Regions from separate parts of the Sus scrofa genome. Here regions 1, 3 and 4 are each linked to region 2. A link is a contact called in public HiChIP or PLAC-seq and promoter capture Hi-C data. All regions are on one chromosome and are shown on one strand. Each heading gives the region's core, a stretch centred on a gene start, on an enhancer-like site or on the middle of the called end of the contact. The rest is flanking DNA. Distances are from core to core; before and after follow the strand shown. Region 1 holds the start of PPIP5K1 (inositol hexakisphosphate and diphosphoinositol-pentakisphosphate kinase 1). Region 2 holds the start of ADAL (adenosine deaminase-like protein). Region 3 holds the start of WDR76 (WD repeat-containing protein 76). Region 4 holds the start of SERINC4 (serine incorporator 4).

What was found. Promoter capture Hi-C pulls out the DNA fragments that hold promoters and counts their contacts. HiChIP or PLAC-seq counts read pairs in DNA pulled down with a chosen protein or histone mark.
Region 1: a promoter capture Hi-C map of fetal liver shows a contact between it and region 2, with 2.6 times the contacts expected there. The contact joins the promoter of PPIP5K1 here to the promoter of ADAL in region 2. A contact is called at or near these places in 1 of 5 promoter capture datasets (fetal liver) and 2 of 2 datasets of contacts at active chromatin or transcription factors (alveolar macrophages and skeletal muscle).
Region 3: a contact with region 2 is called in an H3K27ac HiChIP or PLAC-seq map of alveolar macrophages. The contact joins the promoter of WDR76 here to the promoter of ADAL in region 2. A contact is called at or near these places in 1 of 47 Hi-C or Micro-C datasets (liver) and 1 of 2 datasets of contacts at active chromatin or transcription factors (alveolar macrophages).
Region 4: an H3K27ac HiChIP or PLAC-seq map of alveolar macrophages shows a contact between it and region 2. The contact joins the promoter of SERINC4 here to the promoter of ADAL in region 2. A contact is called at or near these places in 1 of 5 promoter capture datasets (liver), 1 of 47 Hi-C or Micro-C datasets (liver) and 1 of 2 datasets of contacts at active chromatin or transcription factors (alveolar macrophages).

The regions. Positions count from the first base shown.
Region 1 is chr1:127,864,059-127,866,758 of Sscrofa11.1, forward strand. It overlaps PPIP5K1 (inositol hexakisphosphate and diphosphoinositol-pentakisphosphate kinase 1), which reads left to right and starts at 1,429. Exons shown (of 30, transcript XM_021096881.1): 1 at 1,429-1,549.
Region 2 is chr1:128,124,095-128,127,002 of Sscrofa11.1, forward strand. ADAL (adenosine deaminase-like protein) reads right to left here and starts at 1,597. Exons shown (of 10, transcript XM_013993097.2): 1 at 1,312-1,597. It overlaps LCMT2 (tRNA wybutosine-synthesizing protein 4), which reads left to right and starts at 1,580. Exons shown (of 1, transcript XM_003353380.4): 1 at 1,580-2,908. The coding sequence starts at 1,705.
Region 3 is chr1:127,740,081-127,742,831 of Sscrofa11.1, forward strand. It overlaps WDR76 (WD repeat-containing protein 76), which reads right to left and starts at 1,269. Exons shown (of 15, transcript XM_021096581.1): 1 at 1,167-1,269. MFAP1 (microfibrillar-associated protein 1) reads left to right here and starts at 1,327. Exons shown (of 9, transcript XM_001928118.5): 1 at 1,327-1,606. The coding sequence starts at 1,528.
Region 4 is chr1:127,759,065-127,761,764 of Sscrofa11.1, forward strand. SERINC4 (serine incorporator 4) reads left to right here and starts at 1,310. Exons shown (of 10, transcript XM_013993067.2): 1 at 1,310-1,411; 2 at 2,223-2,401. The coding sequence starts at 1,310.

The sequences.
Region 1 (2,700 bases), core at 179-2,678, 260 kb before region 2:
GCTGCTTGCTGCTCTAAAGTCAATTAACAGTCAAAGTTGGTGGAAAGGAAAGTTCGCTTTATTTTGTATGTAGGCTGACAACTACGAAATAAAGGGAAAAGGGGAGGGAATTAAGCCCAAATGCTCCTGCCCACTGACAATGAAGAGATTTTTACAGGTAAAGGGAGGGGGGCTACAGGCAGAAACAGCAGTTAGCTCTGACAGTCGTCTTGAGATTGGTCATGTGCTGGTCTGATCAATGTCCTCTTGATTGTTTTAAGTACAGTTAGTCTTCAGTTTCAGGGTGGGTTTATTGCCATTTCCTTGAGGCCAGTTCTCAGAATTATGGTAGCATGTCATGGCTACAGCCTGGTCATCATGTAGTTAACTTTTTTCCACATGGTGGGAGTTGGGCTCAGTACCTACAAAACAGCTCACAGGATATGGCTCAGAATATCATCTACAGCCCTTGAGAAGGAACTAAATGTCTTAATGACTATTATTATTTGGTCTTGTTTGACTGTTTTTCCTTTGCTTCTGCATTTTCTTGTGTCTCTGATTAAACTTACTCCTTGACTAAAGTTTTTCTACAGTCAAAAGGCAGGTGGAGGATTCAGGGGGTGGGCAGGGAAGGATCATAAGGTCCTGCTTTTTCAGAATCTCTTTCTCTTAGGGTTAGTCCAAGTCATTCGGGACGACTTGGGGTCAGTATAATGAGGCATTTGACTGAAAAAGTGCTAAGTTGCAGAGAAGAACTGGGGAACTTGGAATTGTTTTGAACCAGGAAAACCTTAGTGAGGATGCAAGATTAGTAATAACACAAACATACAAAATACTTTCATATAATCACTACCCTGTGATTAGGGTTTCTAATCCCACACTCTTACAGGTGAGAAAACAGAGGCTGAGGGAATTTCAGTGACTTGTCCAAAGCTCCACAGCTATTAAAGGCAAGGCCCAGGATTCAAACAAGTCTAGAGGGTGAGAGCAAGCAGAGTAGGGAGATAGAAATCCACTGACTCAGCCTTCCAAGTCCATGCATTTTCTTGTCCCATCCATAAATAAGTCTCTCTGTTCTAGCCCTTAACTTTCTGATTTGTTTCTGTCGCTGTTTTTGTCTCCAGCCTTGGAGACAAGCCTTCTCTAGTCCGTTAACATTTGCAACCAACACTCATTGGATCTCTACGCCTATCACATATCGTTTTATTTTACAATACAAACAAGACCTGGTTTTGTCCTCAAGAAGGTGCAGTGGCGTAAACTGGGCCTCTTCCCCTGCATCGTGCCCCCGCACCCCACCTTCCTCTCATTGGAAAGTTTCTGTCTAGACAGAGAGCATCTGGACTGTCGGCCACGCAGTTAGAAATCAGAGAACATTACGTTGCACCTCCTCCCCAGAGCCACTAGAGGCCACCCTCCTCCGCGCAGTAGCGCCGGCCAACGCAGCCTGACTCTGCCGCCGGTGCGCGCCCTCCGCTGATTGGTGGCAGCGAAGAGAAGTCGCGCTTTGATTGGGCCGCTGTCAGGTGTCGCTGCCGGCAGGTTCGGCTGCGCGAGCTCAGGGAGGCGGGTGAGTGAGGGCCGGGGGCGGTGGGGGAGTGGCTGGGGGCTGGGGGCGGTATCTGAGGGGGTGGGCTGAGTAGAGTGGGCTCCGCTAGTGCTGAGGGCCCTGCTTAGCAGCAGCTGGGGGCAACGCTGGGAAGAGACCTAGGGGAGAGGCCTCAATGTCAGCGAAGGGAGAGTGAGGCGGGGAAGGCGGGGGCGGGCAAAGGCTAAAGGAGTCGGGATGGGGAGGTGGTAATTCTGACCCGGAGCTGTGTGAGGAGAGGACCGAGGAGAGGGGCAGCGAGAGCAGAGGTGGGCGTGAGACTGTCTGCACGAGGAAGAGGGGGTCCGGCTGAGCACGAGAGTCTGCAGGGGAGAGGGTCAGGGTGGAGAGGTCTGTGTGAGGAGGGGTGGGAGTGGAGTCACATCTTGCGGAGGAAGGGGTTGCTGGAGAGAAGGTGAGCCTGGAGAGAGGTAGGTGGGGAGAGAGTGGCGCTCAGACAGTCTTTGTGGGGAATCAGTGATGTTCCATATAAATATGTTACCAAGTGTGGTGACTCATCTGAGGGTTTGGAGGACTGCTTAAGGCTAGAGACTCAGTGAGTGAGAGGATTAGTTGGATGGTTAATTGGATCGGTTGGTCAGTGATGGAGGAGGGGGCAGCAGTCCCTGTTAGCAGTGGTTAGGAGGAGTCAGTGAAGAGTCATTTTAGCAAGCTGGAGAAAGAAGGCAGTATGAGTGAGTTGATCCTGAAAACAAGGGCATCAGCATAGTTCATCAGTATCAGAATAAGGGTATGTATGAAAGATTAAAAGTTACATCAAGGGAGTTCCTGTTGTGGCTCAGCAGGTTATGAACCCAGCTAGTATCCATGAAGATGCAGGTTTGATTCTGGCCTTGCTCAGTGGGTTAAGGATCTGGCGTTGCCATGAGCTGTGGTGTAGGTGACAAACGCAGCTCGGATCTGGCATGGCTGTGACTGTGGTGTAGGCTGGCAGCTGCAGCTTGGATTCGAACCCTAGCTCATGGGAATTTCCATGTGTTGTGGGTGCAGCCCTAAAAAAGGCAAAAAAAAAAAAAAATTACATTGAGAAGGAACTAAGGGGTCCACTATTGAAGGAAATACTGCTGGTGGCCAGAGAGGTTTTACTGTGTTGGAAGTATTCCTGGACTCTG
Region 2 (2,908 bases), core at 347-2,846:
TCAACACTGAGACACCCCACAAAGCAGCACAATCTCATTTTAGAGATGAATATCTGAAAACCCAGCAAGGCTCAGGGGAATCCTTCTCCCACTCCCTTCAGAGGTAATTCCAAACTCCTCAAGTGTTCTAGGAGACCCAGCCACCAGCTTTACAGAGAGAACAGAAGCCATCAGGCATGAACTCTCTCTGTTTCTCTCTGCCCTCCCTCACACTTAAACTTATCTTTATCTATACCCCTTCTTCCCTCATAAATCAGAGAAAGAAGATTTATTCTCCAGTCTCCAAGACTAATTTGTGCCCAGGACCCCATTACTTCCTATCTATTCCAGTTGTTCCTCCACTAGTTAATCTTCACTTTTCTGTTCCTCAATCTTTCTTTCCAACTGGCTAATTTCCCTCAGAGGACCACCATGCAAGCATAGTACCTGTTTCCACCTTAACATAAAAAAATTAAAACAAACTTTCTTTTATCCCACATTCCTTTCATTACTGCCCTCTTCCCTTCCAAACTAACTCCTTGAGCTGCCTCCATTTCCTTCTCCCATTCAGTGAATTATGCCCTTATTGCTCCACAGAAATTGCTCTCCTTAAAGTCATTACAAGCTCTTAAAACACCAAATCTAAATGACACAGTTCCAATATCCAAATCCAAATTATGTGGACTCCAAAACGCATGTCCTTCACCACTGTGCTACACTGCTTCAAGGTAACCATACTACAGTCATCTTAATTTCCTTCTCCATCTCAGCCCCTACAGTCAGTCACCAAATCCCAATTAATAAGTTACAAATGCCCTAAGTATCTTTGCAAGCGATTTCCTACTGGTGATGACTCCCAAACACCCAAATTAGAAACCTGATGATTATTTTAAACCACCAAGACTCAGACCATATCAAAAGGGAATAATCACCTCTCTTCCATGACTCTCTCTCCTGGAGACATATTCAACACTGTCCCAGAAGATAGAACTTTGAATGTGCAAGGGAATGTCATTTTACAGCTCAGAAACAGAGGCTGAGTGGTTCCCTTAGTGTCAGCTTAGCACAGAGCCAGGAATACAAGGGAATCAATAGAACACATCTGTGGGGAAACACTTATTGGGTGAATCACCTCTGTAAAGGTTTCCTCATTTTGCACCTGGCCTCAATGACTTGTTTTCAGATTTAAATGAGATCTCTTACTAAGTACTCATAGTTAATATCTGATGAAAGACCCCTATTCCTCGCCCACCGCAGTCAGTGATTCTAGCTCTGCTTCACTTCTACCAGTCACTCCACGCAGACCCTGTCTGTCGGTCCCCAGAGACTCACCTCTTAAAGATTTTCCTCAACAGCTGAGAACTCTATTAGAACTTAGGTAAATTTTTCACTTCAGACAGGAAAGCTTGTAGAAAAGCGACACCCCACGCTTCCCAGAAACAGTCCACGTGTCCATAATAAGCTGCATCTGGCAGTCTTCCCTCGAAGATTCAGTCCGGGATAATCAAAGGAATGTCAATCACAGCGGACTGTCACCACAAACTGCACCCTCCTCAGTCCTGATCGGGGAGCTGCACCCTTCCCGGAAGTGACGCACACGTGTCCAAGGAAGAGGAGGCACAGACGGAGGGTGATTTTTCCGTACAGAAGTCCGCGAGGTAGGTAGTATAGAACGAAAGGACAGCTCACCACCGTGACGGACCGCCGCTCCTGACTCTCCAGGCCATGGGCCCGCGGAGCCGCGAGCGTCGCGCGGGAGCAGTGCAGAGTACCAATGACAGCAGCGCCCTCAGCAAGAGCTCCCTGGCCGCGCGCGGGTACGTGCACGACACCTTTGCCGCCTTGCTAGTTCCGGCGTCCGTGCGCCGCGCGCCGCTGATCCACCGCGGCTACTACGTCCGCGCACGCGCCATGCGGCACTGCGTATGCGCATTCCTGGAGGGGACGCGCGCGGCTCTCGGCGCGCCCCACATCCAGATCCTGTCTCTGGGCGCCGGCTCGGACTCGCTGTATTTTCGCCTTAAAGCTGCGGGCCGCCTCCCCGGGGCTGCAGTCTGGGAGGTGGATTTTCCGGACGTGGCGCGGCGCAAAGCGGACAGGATTCGAGATACGCCGGAACTGTGCGCGTTAACCGGGCCTTTCCGGCGCGGGGACGCCGGGTCAACGCTATGCTTCGAGAGCTCGGACTACCGCATCCTGGGGCTGGACCTGCGGCAGGTGCAGCGGTTGGACCAGGCACTGGCCGCCGCGGGCCTAGACGCGGCCGCACCGACTCTGCTCCTGGCTGAGGCCGTGCTGACCTACCTCGAGCCGAATAATGCCGCGGCCCTCATCGCCTGGGCCGCCCAGTGTTTTTCTGATGCGCTTTTTGTCGTTTACGAGCAGATGAGGCCGCATGACGCCTTCGGCCAGTTCATGCAGCAACATTTTCGGCAGCTGAATTCACCCCTGCATGGCCTGGACCGCTTTCCTGACGCGGAGGCCCAGCAGCAGCGCTTTCTCCAGGCCGGCTGGACTGCCTGCCGTGCCTTGGACATGAATGAGTTTTATCGCCATTTTCTCCCCGCAGAAGAACGCCGGCGCGTAGAAAATCTTGAACCTTTTGACGAGTTTGAGGAGTGGCATCTGAAGTGCTCCCACTATTTCATTCTGGCCGCTTCTCGGGGAGACATTGTCTCCCAAACTGTAGTGTTCCCAGCATCAGAGACGTTTCCTCGGATAGATCCTGCCTCCCCTTCCGGAGTCATCCCTGCTCGTGTAGTCACTAGTGATAGCCAGGGTCCAGACCTTAAGAGATATGGCCATGCCTCTGTCCTTTTGAGCCCAGACGTTATTCTTAGTGCAGGAGGGTTTGGAGAAGAGGAGGGGCGGCACTGCCGAGTGAGCAAGTTTCACTTGCTCTCAAGATACTGTGACTTTGAATGGAAAG
Region 3 (2,751 bases), core at 19-2,518, 380 kb before region 2:
CAAGTTAACTAAGCTGGTTTAAATTTTGCCCACCAGTTAGGATTCTAGTAATGACCTTACAAAGCCCCAACACTGGGAGAAAGTTCTCAATAGCTTCTGTATCACAAAAGCACCAAATGTAAGACTTTAGGGCACTGCATTTAAGAGTTACAGTCATATCAAACTTTTTTTTCTATTCTCTAGATGTCCGTGAGCAGAAACAACTAACTGCCTTCCCATCAGATTTACTCCTTCTGAATAGCACGGTTTTGAAGCTGATAAAATTATAATACAAATTTCTATTTGCTCTATTTTTACAGTCCTTTTCTTTCCAGCTCAAAATTGCTCCTTTGATGGCTTACTTGAGTCATCCATTGTTCCTTAATGGAGATTTGCTCAATTGTATTTCTCCCAGCCTAAGCCCAATTTTAGAACACAGATGAAATAATTTTAGAACGAATCCTTCAAAGCCCTTCAGGAACTTTCACACTCCTCAAATGAAAAATTACTGATAAAATCAAACTTTTCATAGTGTCTAATATATATACCATGCAATTTCTGTACTTCAAGACTTTGCTCATGTGTCCCTTCCCTCCCCACCACAGCAGTTATAAAATCCTTTCTACACTGAATGTGTTTTGACTTTCAATTAGCCTATGTTTTTTACACAGCCCAGCAAGTAAATTGGGATTGTTTCTGATATTACTGTAAAAGCCCTTGAAGACTTCCTAAATAAAATTCAAGTATTTGGAAGACATAAGCCTTTTAACAATGCTCCATACTCCTTAGAGCTAAACGAGGTAAATACAGCAAGTGCTTAATAATTACTTATGGACTTTCATATACAACCATTCCAGCCAAGAATATGTTTTAATAGGCAGTCTCTAGAAAGGAAAGAACTGAAACGCCTAAGAGTGTTTGGATTTCAGGCATTGTTCTAAGCCGTTTAGGGGATTTTTTTTTCCTGCCACTGGTCTAAATTAGCACCACTTGCCCTGACGTAACCCAAAAATATCGCACTACAAACCGCTCGGTCTCATCAAGTGAGAAAATCAGGTGCTATTAGCAGGATTTCTATTTCGATTTAACTCTAATTCTTAGCTTTCAACAATCTGAACACACTGTCCTTCTCTAACTCCTCGGTTTCTTCTTCATCACTTTGCCATTTTCCTCGGCTTCAAACGAACCTAATCAGCGAAACCTTTAATTCGGGTCTTCCGCGGACCTCAGAGTCTTAACCGCAAAGTCCAGAGAGCCATTTCCCGCCAGAAGTGGCGTCCAAATACCGCGAGACTAAGGTCGACAGGGAGTTTATGAGCATGCGCAGTAACAGACTCCACGGACTTTGGCTCCCTGACGTCCTCCACAATCCCACAATCCTCTAGTCGTACATTTCCTGTTTTTCTAGCTCAGCCGTAAGTGGTGTTTCTATCAGTACGCAGCAGTGTCCAGTGGCCTCTGGTGCGGAGGATTTTCTGTTCGTTGACGTTGTACCTGTTCACAGTTTGGAATCAGTCAAGTTTTGGAATCACCGCCGCTGCCATCAAAATGTCGGTCCCAAGCGCACTCATGAAACAACCGCCTATTCAGTCTACGGCTGGGGCCGTCCCGGTTCGCAATGAGAAAGGTACTGTGTTGAGCTGTTTTCCAGTCGGATCTTACTTGTTTCCCTAGCATATTCCAAACCGACCCCGGGCCCACCACCTCAGCCCCAGCGATCCTTAAGACCTTGCCCCCTATTTCTTTCGCCATCAAACTCGCATCCAATCGCGTTGCCTAGAAGGGAAAAAAACACCCACACTATTTCCACCTCATCTTGTTCCTAGAGCCTGTCGGTTCACTCCTACAGCAAGCATCCTCTTCCCTTGGCCTCCACCAATAAACTAGAGTAATAAATAAAGTGAACGCTTGCTGTTTGGAAGGCGTTGTGCGGGATACAATCCCAGTTTTGTTATCCATAATCTGTTTATGCTTTTATAACTCTTACTGTAATTATGTGTCCATCTCTCTCTACTGCATCATAAACTCATAGATTCCTCAAGGCAGGAACCCTCTCTTATTAAACTTTTTAATCCCTTTCAACCAACGCAGTGACTGTATTTGTTAAATTTAATACAGAGACAGTACCCCTAACCTTAAGGAACTCATAGTAGACGTGATTCATGCAAAAAGAGACCTATTCTAAGCAAGTGTGCAGTCTTTCGCACCCCTAATACTGTTACATAGGTGATGTAAACCAAGCGCTTTGAATAATCTCTTCAGACTGGGGTACTCAAGTTGATCTTTAAAGGATAGGTTTGATTCCAGTGAGTGCAGATGGATGAAGCAACACTGTACCTGTTTAGGGAGTCAGACTGAAAAGTCAAGAGTTTTTTCAGTAAGATATTTGGAAAATAATATCACTTCTTTCCTGTTTTTTAAATATAAGGTACTTATCCTTGTGTAACCTGCCTTTTTTTTTTTTTTTCCTTAAACTCTGTGGTTTTTTGATAAGTGCCTTTGGATACATGGAGATCTTATTAATTTAACTGCTTATGAGGTCTATTATATGGAGTTTGTTCCCTGCTGAGGGACAATTAGCTGTTTTGTTACTTTTTTTCCTCTTACACACAGCGCTGCAGTTATCATTCTTTAGTGCACTGCCTTAAGAATTTTAGGGTAGACTCCTAGAAGTTCTTCATCAATTAACTACCTATTGCCATTTGCTCTCCACAGTGGATTGTAAGAGCATTGAAAGTTTTTATTTCCTGTTATATTACCCACAATCTTGGT
Region 4 (2,700 bases), core at 60-2,559, 370 kb before region 2:
CCCATAGAGTATGTCCAGCAGGCAGCAGGCGTTGTTAGGAGGCTTTTCCTTCCACTAACAAAAGAGTAAAATCCTAAATCTTAGATCTGCAGGAATTGATGTTAGAGTTGAAGAACAGTACCAAGTATAAAAAGCCTAACGATGGCTTTTTTATACCCTTCGTCTGGGGGAAAAAGCAGGGGGTGGTAGGGTGATTGCGTGCGTAAGACTTACCGCTCCTGCTTTGCTTTCTGCTCCCGGGACCGCCTATCTCCGATTACGGACATGGCCTATAGAAAAGGCAGATGTAGTTACTGCAAACACCAGTGCCAAGCAGGTGAGGTGTATATTCACGACGAGTGTCCGAGGAACCAGGGCCTATGTTTAATTCAATTCCGTACACCCGAGATCCACTTTCAACCCAATCTCCAAAGCTCCTTTTTGCGAGCGGCGAGCCCCAGTGACGGTTCAGCTTCCCTCTCGCTTCCTCCCACCTCACGGGTCAGGCCACGTCCTGAAGCGGGGCTTCCACTTACAGCCTCAAAGCCTTTTCTCCTCTCATCCCGCCCAGACAAGCTCCCGGCCAACCTCACCGTCTCCAGATTGGAACTCTGGATCTCCTTCTCCTCCGCATAATCGGTGACTCGCTCCAAGTCCGCCGCACCGCTGTCGTGCTTCCGTGGCTTCTCGGGAGGTCGCTCCGGGCCACTGGTCTCAGTCTCCAATTCTAGCTCCACATCCCCCTCGGTCGCCATTTCGATCCCACCGCGCCGCCCCTCAGGCCCGGCCCCGCCTCATGAGGACTTCCGGTAACTGCCCCGCAACTTCCGCCCGGAGAGGAGGCGGGGCTGCCCCTGGACCACACCTTCTTTAGTGCTCTGGTTCTAGAAGCTTCAACGAGGAAACCGGTTGTCTCTTTGACTTCCTTTCCGGCTTGTACAGAGTTGTTTTCTGACAGGCCGTGTCCCAGCCTAACCTGTCATCACTCCAGACTGTCCTCCTCCTCTTCATCTAGATCCGCCCACACACCTCAAGGAATTCTCTTCCAGATGGATAAAGTCTAATCCTAAACCAATTAAGAATGCTAATCTACAGGCCAGATACCAAACCACTCCCTAATCTGAGAAGAACAGGCCCCCGGGGAGAAAGTAGTTTCACAGGGACATTTGCATTTACCACATCCTGGAGGTTGGTGTTCTTTTCCCTCCCCTCCATTCTGCCTTAAACTGGGTGACCAGCCTCAGCACAGTCCAGTGGGCTGATACAAAGGAAAGCGCCTTTCTCATCTACTGTCCATCTGGTGGACCTGGGCCTAATCCCTGGGATAAGGATGGTGGGTGCAAAGGCGGTCACGAGCTCGAGCACCTCTCCCCGCCTGGCGCAGCAACACAGTGGAGTGAGCAGCGTCATACTGAGCCCTCCCTTCTATCAGGTGAGAGGATATTTGGCCAGAGAGCTCCCTAGAGCATGTGCTATCTGAAAAACTGGAAGGAAATAGTGGGGAATCTAAAAAGCTGGGGAGAAAAACCCAGGGGAGCTGTTTAAATAAGGATAGGCCTTCCTTTCCTCTGGGGCCCTTATGCTTCTTTGCCTCTAAGAACATTCATCATTAAACCTCTCCTCCCATGTTCCTGGTACCAGATGTTTAGGTCCAGGGAAGGGTTTGAAGCCAGGTGTGACTTAGGCTTTTGGGAAATTCTGCTCAAGCCAGCAGGTAAGCTCTTATGATGAAAGCGCTACTTGATGTCAGTGGAAGGCAATCCTAAATAGCCTGGAACCAGAGAGTCTGAGAATTCCTGAGTAAAAGGAAAGAAGAGAAGGGAGGGGGAAATTTTGGAATTCAGCCTCATGGGTTAACCTCACACATACATTAATGTAAGCCCTTCCTCAGTAAATCATCTCTGCTTTGCTGCCCTGCACGTGCTCTACCCTCAGGTGTCCTGCTGTGGGCCTGTTTCCTGTACCTGCTGCCGGCATTCTAGGTGGCCTCCTCTCACAGAGTCTCCTTGTAGCCGCCTGTTCTACATTCTCCTCCATGTGGGGGCCTCAGCAGTCTGCTGCCTCCTATTGTCAAGGACAGTAGTGGAAAGAGTCTGGGGCAAGGCACGTGGAGTAAGTGGGAGAATAAAAGGAGAAACCCTAAGATAGACAAAAGATTTGGATGGAGGGAAATGAGTGGACATACTCATGGAAGTAGGTGTAACGATTCACCCAGCCATTTCTCACATGTATCTTCCCTCCAGATCCAGATGCCCTCAGGGCTGTGTGCCCATCTGTTTGGCCATTCTCACTGCCCAGTTCTCAGTGGCTCTGGGGCTGTGTACCGAGTATGTGCAGGAACTGCCACCTTCCACCTGCTACAGGCTGTGCTGCTGGTCCACCTCCACTCCCCCACCAGCCTGCGAGCACAGCTGCATAATAGGTTTGTGTGTACTCTTTAGGTGGGGAGAGGATGGGGAGGTAAGTACACATAAGCTGAGCAAAGGAAATTCCAAGATGGAGTAATAGCACTGTAAAGAGACAGAAAATAAGTTAAGTCCCTGCTTCTACTATACCTGCCATATGACCACAAGCCACATACTTATCCTCTTTGAGCTTCTAGTTTCTAAAATGGAGATAACAGTGGGGTTACTATATACAAGCCCTCTGTCAATGCTAAACATTGTCCAGATGTTATTTAGATATTTGAGAGTCAGAACTTTACACAGGCTGTGAGGGACC